Linked DNA regions of Ovis aries: region 1 is linked to region 2. Evidence: chromatin contacts called from public Hi-C data. All regions are on one chromosome and are shown on one strand. The core of a region is the stretch at or near the end of the contact, and the rest is flanking DNA. Distances in the headings are between cores, read along the strand shown.

The links. A called contact is a pair of places that touch in the nucleus more often than the background predicts.
Region 1: a Hi-C map of hypothalamus shows a contact between it and region 2, with 4 times the contacts expected there. The contact joins the enhancer-like site here to the promoter of MFRP in region 2. A contact is called at or near these places in 3 of 16 Hi-C or Micro-C datasets (hypothalamus, muscle and tail adipose tissue).

What each region holds. Positions count from the first base shown.
Region 1 is chr15:29,744,215-29,747,746 of ARS-UI_Ramb_v3.0, reverse strand. No RefSeq gene overlaps it. Among named protein-coding and RNA genes, the nearest start is that of THY1, 49 kb to the right of the region's middle. Within about 2 kb of position 2,001, at least 13 of the 54 cell types and tissues checked have an H3K27ac peak or open chromatin away from gene starts, as enhancers often do. A contact at or near this core is called in hypothalamus and tail adipose tissue, where this site is marked.
Region 2 is chr15:29,637,502-29,640,738 of ARS-UI_Ramb_v3.0, reverse strand. MFRP (membrane frizzled-related protein) reads left to right here and starts at 1,949. Exons shown (of 13, transcript XM_027979003.3): 1 at 1,949-2,164; 2 at 2,287-2,389; 3 at 2,507-2,620; 4 at 2,739-2,900; 5 at 3,045-3,237. The coding sequence starts at 2,111.

The sequences.
Region 1 (3,532 bases), core at 752-3,251, 110 kb before region 2:
GCCTGGATCTGAGTGGCCTCAGATATGTGATCCAATGGGTCCTGGGCTAGTTTCCACCAGTGGATTCACTGTCAGCACCTGAGCCCCCACCCAGTACATCCCCCAAAAACTCCCACTGCCCCTCATCATTCGTAACTGCTCCGTACTTCTTAACAGAACCTCCCATTCCCATCACTCAGGGTCACAGAACCAGACAACGGCAGGCCTCAGCCCTCGCAAGAGGTCCAGGTAGACCATCACAAATAAACATGGGACTTCCCTGGTGGTCCAATGGTTAAGAACCTGCCTGCCAAAGCAGGAGAAATAGGTTGATCCGTGGTCCAGGAAGATCCCACATACTACAGAGCGACTAAGCCTGTGCACCACAACTGCTGAGCCTGTGCTCCAGAGCCTGTTCCACAACTAGAGAAAGCCCACACAGCAACGGAGACCCAGCGCAGCGAAAAATAAATAAGTCTTTTTTTTTTTTTCGATGTAATAAACTGGGAAAGGAGGGTGGCTCTGCTTCCTCCATACACAAAAGGTAAATCTCTGAGTGTTTCCTTTTCCCTTCCCTGGGACAGAATTTTAAGCTCTCCAGGGAATAGCTGGGCCTAGACACTCTCGCAAGGTACCAGGGAGGTCTATGTCCCAGGGACAACTCCAGGCTACAGGTGAGAACCCCAAGTGAGCTCTCCCTCTGCCCGCTCATGCCATACAACCACACTGAGACACGGCCACTCGGTCTACAAAGTGCCCCTGGTGCCCCCTCCTCTGCCCATCCACCCTAGTCCTCGGCTGCCCACAGGTGGCCCCATCCCCATAGTGCCAACTCAGGGGACTCAACAGACACCTGACGGCGATCAGCCCTTCCCCACCGCCTGCCTGGAGCCTGCTCCTGGGCCAGAAGCCAGACAGATTTTCCTGGAACTTCTGTGGCCTCCGGCACCAAAATACAGAGAAACCTGGGGGAAGAAAGGTCAGAATAGAAACAGGCAGAACAAGTAGGGGCTGTGGGGAGGAGGGAGGTACCGTGTGGATCATCCCTGCCTGCTTCCCTCAGCCCTGTCTCTGCCACTTGCTGCTTCCTGCCCAGGCACATGAAAGCTCATACCCACCCCTCCCTAGAACAGACACACAAGTCAGGGAGGCAGAACTGCATCCAGGTTACATTAAACCAGGTAGAGGATGGTACCTTGGCACAGAGGAGGGCCTCATCTCAGACACTGTGAATCCAGGACTTCCTAAAGGAAGTGCTTTTGAACGCCTCAAGGGAAAGACTGCTCCAAGGAGAAAGAGTTTGTGCAAAGGCCCTGAGGCCACAGAAAGTGTGGTGAGGACTGAGGAGAGCAGGAGGGCTCTGCACACAGCTGGCAGCTAGAGCAGCCTTGCTCCACACTGGCAGCCGGCGGCTTGCTTGTTCTGCTTCTTAGACATCCGCAGGAATGCACAGAGCCTCCCACTGGCCCCATGAGCATATTTTGGAAAATCTCTTGTCACAGTCTTCAGCCCAGCCCAAGACTCCTCTGACCTCCGGCATCCTCTCTGAGGCCACTGCTGGCTGGGGCCTTGGCCCTCATCCCTCCAGGAGTTCCTGACTCATCGTGGAAAAAGCTAAAAATCCCAGTCTTCTCAAGAATCAATCTGGCTCTGGGGGGAGGGCAGCTGTGACCCCAGCTCCAGGACACACAAGCAGTGGAGGGGGGCAGGGAGCAAGTCAGAGACAGGAGAAGATGCAGAAACACAGACACAGAGAGTGGTGGGAAGAGAGACGGGAGGTGCTGATCACAGCCGCAGAGACGACAGTCCAAGGGAGCAGGAGAGATATACTGCAGGCAGCGACGGCTCACATAAGCCAGAAACAAAGGGACACTCTTAGGTACACAGGACAAGCTGCCAAAGACAGCCAAGGACCACAAAGTCAGCTGATCAGCTGATCTGGAGGCAGCCTATGGGCCTCAGAAGAGGTTGGGTGGGGTGTCGGAAGGCAGCTCCCAACTCCGGGATGGGTCCACTGACTGCAGTTGCAGAATAGACCATGAGGGGGCGGTATTGCTCCAGCCACTGCCCTTTCGCCAGGAGTCTGGCCTCCCTAAAGACAAAGGCAAACTCCTTTCATCAGAAGCAGCACACAGGGGCCCAGGCTCACTGAAGGGGTAAGAGACACGGATGAGGGAACCCAGAGCATCCACCCCTGGCCTGGAGACCCCGCCCATCCCAGCATCTCCTCAGACCTGCCTCTTCCCTCCACATTCCCCATCACCAGCTTCATTCTACCTTTCCTGTCTCCTGCCTTGCAGGCCCAGAGGGCAGAGCCAGGAGGTGCTGGCCAACTTCTCCGCCCTTTCTGTAAAGGATATGACAGCCGCTATGTCTGAGGACCAGCCTTGGATCCTGCCACAGGAACCGGTCCCTTCCTTTACATCTTCCCTTGAAGGCTCTTGGATTCAGAGCATCCCTCACAAAAGCACAGAGGTCTTGGCTGAGCCAACACTTTCCAGCAGACTGCAGTGCTGAAAACATAACCGCAAGCTTGGGCCACATTAATAGAACATACTGTCCAGTGGAGGACAGCAGTCGGCAGCGATGAAGTCCAGGCCTCTGGTCACTTCTCTTGAAGGGATGTCAGTAAACCAACGTGACCCAGGAGGAAGACCACTGTGGAAACGTGCTACAAATTCAAGGTCCATCAGGGAGCACCAACACCATGTCAAACACTTGATATGTTAAGTGTTATATGTTAAGTGACATATTACGTTTATTATATCTTTACAGCAACTTGCATCATCATATCCACTTTACAGACAGGAAAACTCAGGAAAGCTCTTCTTCCAATGACTATCGTGTGTGTGTGTGTGAGTGTGAATGTGAGTGTGCTCAGTCGTGTGTAACTCTTTGCAACCCCACGGACTGTAGCCTGCCAGGCTCCTCTGTCCATGGGATTTCCCAGGCAAGAATACTGGAGTGGTTGCCATTTCCTCCTCCAGGGGATCTTCCCAACCCAGGGATCAAACCCTCAATTCGTGCGTCTCCTATGTCTCCACCATTAGCAGACAGATTCTTTACCACCAGCACCCCTATCCTATAGGTGTGGTATTTCTCAAAGCTCCATTTCCGGTCTCTCTTCTCCTTCATACATATTTCCTGAGTGGTCACATCTGATCCCATGACCTAGACTTTGTTCTCAAGTCGTTTGCCAAGATCATTCTCCCAGATTCCAGATCAGTCTATCCACCGGCCTTCTCATCTCCTCCTGGATGTCTTCAGGGACCTAGCCTTCCTTGTGCCCAGCGCTGACTCCTGATCTTCGTGGTCTGTTCTCCTGAGTCCAGCCCTGTAGGGCAGCCAAGCTTCCTGCCTCAGTGGGCCAGCAGAGGGTGTCTACAGGTCAGCCAAGGCCTTGTGGGGGCGGGGGAGGCTCACGCTGGAGTATTGCTGAGCACCAGTGAGCACTGCAGTCCCTTTCCTCCTCTTCAGCCCCTCCCACCCCAGGGTCCTCCTTCTGTCGCTGCGGTCTCTCTTCCCTTTAACTCTGGGAAATGGAAAACGGCCC
Region 2 (3,237 bases), core at 700-3,199:
CTGGAAACTTCCCTGGTAGTCCAGAGGCTAAATTCTGAGCTCCCAGTGCAGGGGTCCAGGTTGGATCCCTGGTCAGGGAATGGGATCCTACATGCCTCGGCTAAAGCGACTGCATGTGTCAACAAAGATCAAAGATATAGTACAACTAAGACCTGGCGCAGCCAAATAAATATTTTTTAAAAAATAAAAAGAGAGACACAGACATAAGAAAACAAACTTATGTTTGCCAGGGGGAAGGGGTAGTTAGGGAGTTTGGGATGGACTGATGCACACTGCTATATTTAAAATGGATAACCTATGAGGACCTCCTGTATAGCACAGGGAATTCTGCTCAACGTTAAGTGCCAGCCTACATGGGAGAGGGGTTGGGAGGAGAGTGGATACATGTATATGTGTGTATGAGTCCCTTTGCTGTTCACTGGGAACTATCACACTGTTAATTGGCTATATACTCCAATACAGAAATGTTTTTGGTGTTTAAAAAAATTAAAATAAATAAATAAAGAGAGAGAGAAGGGCTGGATGTGTGTGTGTGAGGAGAGCTGCCTCAGGGCCACAGACTCAGCCTCCCTGCTTCTCTCCCTGCCAGGCTCCTCACTTAGTCCCGCCCCATCACCAGCCTGCCTCAGGCCAGTGTAGAGGCGCAGAGGTGTGTCTGAGAAAATGTGCATTTTGGATTTTCCCAGTCCCGGGTTCAACTCCTGTCTCAGTATCTCACCGGCTGTGTGACCCTGAGGAAGTTACTGAACCTCCCGGGGAGCCGTAGGCCATCATTTGTAACAGGATTATGCGGCCTCACAGTGATTCAAGGAGAGAAATTGCACTTAGGACCTTTCACCCAGGGCTAGTATGGAACAGACATTCTACAAACCATAGAAAAAAAATACGCCGCTTCCCCACCTCCTGCCCTGCCCAACTCAGCCCGAGCATGGCCTAGTCAAAACAGATGACAATCCCTTTCCAGTCTCCCTGCGGACAGCTGAGCCAGGCGGGGATTTTCCAGGAGAACTTCGCTCCTGGAGAGAGAGGCACAGAGTGATGTAGTTTGCAGAGGGCAGATTTTCTATCCTGCAACAGCAGATGGCACCACCCACCAGAATTCACAGCCCATCTGAAGGGCCTGCCCTGACCCTGCCCAAGGCCTCAGGCACCTTCTCCTCCTCTGTCCTTTCTCCTGCAGCCTGAAGCAACCCAGGAAGCAGCAGCCAACCCCTCGAGTTCACAAGCAGCCCCTACACACCATGTCCCACCCACACTGTTCTTGTCCCTGAGCACCCGGGTGCTTTAGGGGGACTTTCAAAGACCCAGCTTGGGTAATGCCTCAGTCACCCAGATGCCAAGGAGCAGTTGTTGTTTAGCCGCTAAACGGTTGTCTGACTCTTTGCGACCCCATGGACTGTAGCCCACCAGGCTCCTCTGTCCATGGTATTTCCCAGGCAAGAATACTGGAGTGGATTACCATTTCCTTCACCAGGGTATCTTCCCCACCCAGGGATTGAACCCCTGTCTCCTGCATTGGCAGGCAGATTCTTTACCCCTGAGCCACCTGGGAAGCCTGGAAGGAGCAGAAGGCCGCTGTTTTTGTCCAGGGCCCTCAGGACTCGGGCTCTGAAGCTGCCAAGTCCTCACACCTGGCTTTGAAGGCTCCTTCATGCTTGCAAGACTGCCCCACTGCCCCCCTTCCCTCCCAGCACTCACTCAACACCTCAGTGAGATTAAGAAAGGGGGTGACCAGCTCCCCGCCACAGCCCACACAGAGCACCCAGCTTCCTGTGCAGGGTGTCCTCAGCCATGGCCTGTGCCTTTAAGGACCACTGCTGTGTGGCAGGGCCTCAACTTCAGCATCCTCAGCTGAGTTGGATTAAGCGACCATTCCATGCCTTTGCGAATTCCTTCTGGCTGTTGTCCCTTCCCCCACACGGAGACTGAATAGCCAGCGACCTGAGCCAGTCTGCCTAGGGCAGCAGGAGAGCTGGTCTAGCCCGACTGCCCCCCGGCCTCAGGGAGCAGAGGCTGCCCCTCGAGAGGGGGACTGGGGCAGGAAGTGGGCTCTTTGGGGCCTTGCGCTGCTGTCACAGGGACACCAGAAAGCCATGCAGAGCCTAGAGCCATGAAGGACTGCTCAGATATCGTCGTCTGTGTGGAAACGACAGAGCTGAGCAAGGTAAGGGCCACCAGGGCAGCTCCCACAAGCCCCAGACGCCTGCCTAGGGCTGCTGTGCCCCGTGAGCACACCTGCCAGGCAGCACGGCCACCAGCCCTCAGCCCTCAGATCTCTCCCTTCAGACTGAGTTCTGCAATCCTGCTTTCGAGCCTGAATCAGGGCCATCTTGCCCCCTCCCCGCCCTCCGGGAGGACGCCAACTGCAGCGCCCGAGCTCCCTGGCAAGGTAACCATCTCAGGGGGTGACCCGGGGGTAGGACAATAAAGGCCTGGCAGCTCAGGGTGGTAGGTGAGGGATGCCCTAGGGAGAGGGCTCTCAAAACCCCGCCCTGCCTGTCCGCAGGTCGGCATCCCCGATGGCTGCAGCCAGACTGCCACTTCTCCTGGCTGTGTGTCCTCCTGCTGGCCGGCCTGCTGCTCCTGCTGCTCGGGCTGCTGGTGGCCATCATCCTGGCCCGTAAGTCCCCAGGGCCTGCTGGAAAAAGGGCTTTAGGATGAGACCCCAGAGCTCTTCTGCCCATGCCCCCGAGGGATCCAGAGCCTCTGAGGCCCCTCCCCCATCTTGTCACCTCCAGAATTGCAGGCTACAGCCCCACCGGGGGCCACCTACCGTCCACTGCCTTCCCGAGGCCTCGCCACCACTGGCACTACCCCTGCCACCTCCACCACCACCTCCCAGGCAACTGGAACCCCTAAAAGGCAACCGGAGGCAGGAGTGAGCCTCGCACCTCAGTCCGGTGAGTACTCAGGGCTGATCTTCCTGGAGAAGGGCCCAGGATGGCAGGAGGGGGACATGCAGGAAAAGACACCTTGAGAGGAAAAAAAAAAAAACAAAACTCTCTCTTCTTTTGACCTCTGATTGCTCACCTCAATCTCTGCAGCCTGTGGGGGCCTCCTTCCCGGCCCAAGGGGCTTTTTCAGCAGCCCCAACTACCCAGACCCTTACCCACCCAACGCCCACTGCGTGTGGCATATCCAGGTGGACACAGACCACGCAATACAGCTCAAGATCGAAACTCTCAGCATGGAGAGCGTGGCCTCTTGTCTTTTCGATCGCTTGGAAATCTCTCCCGA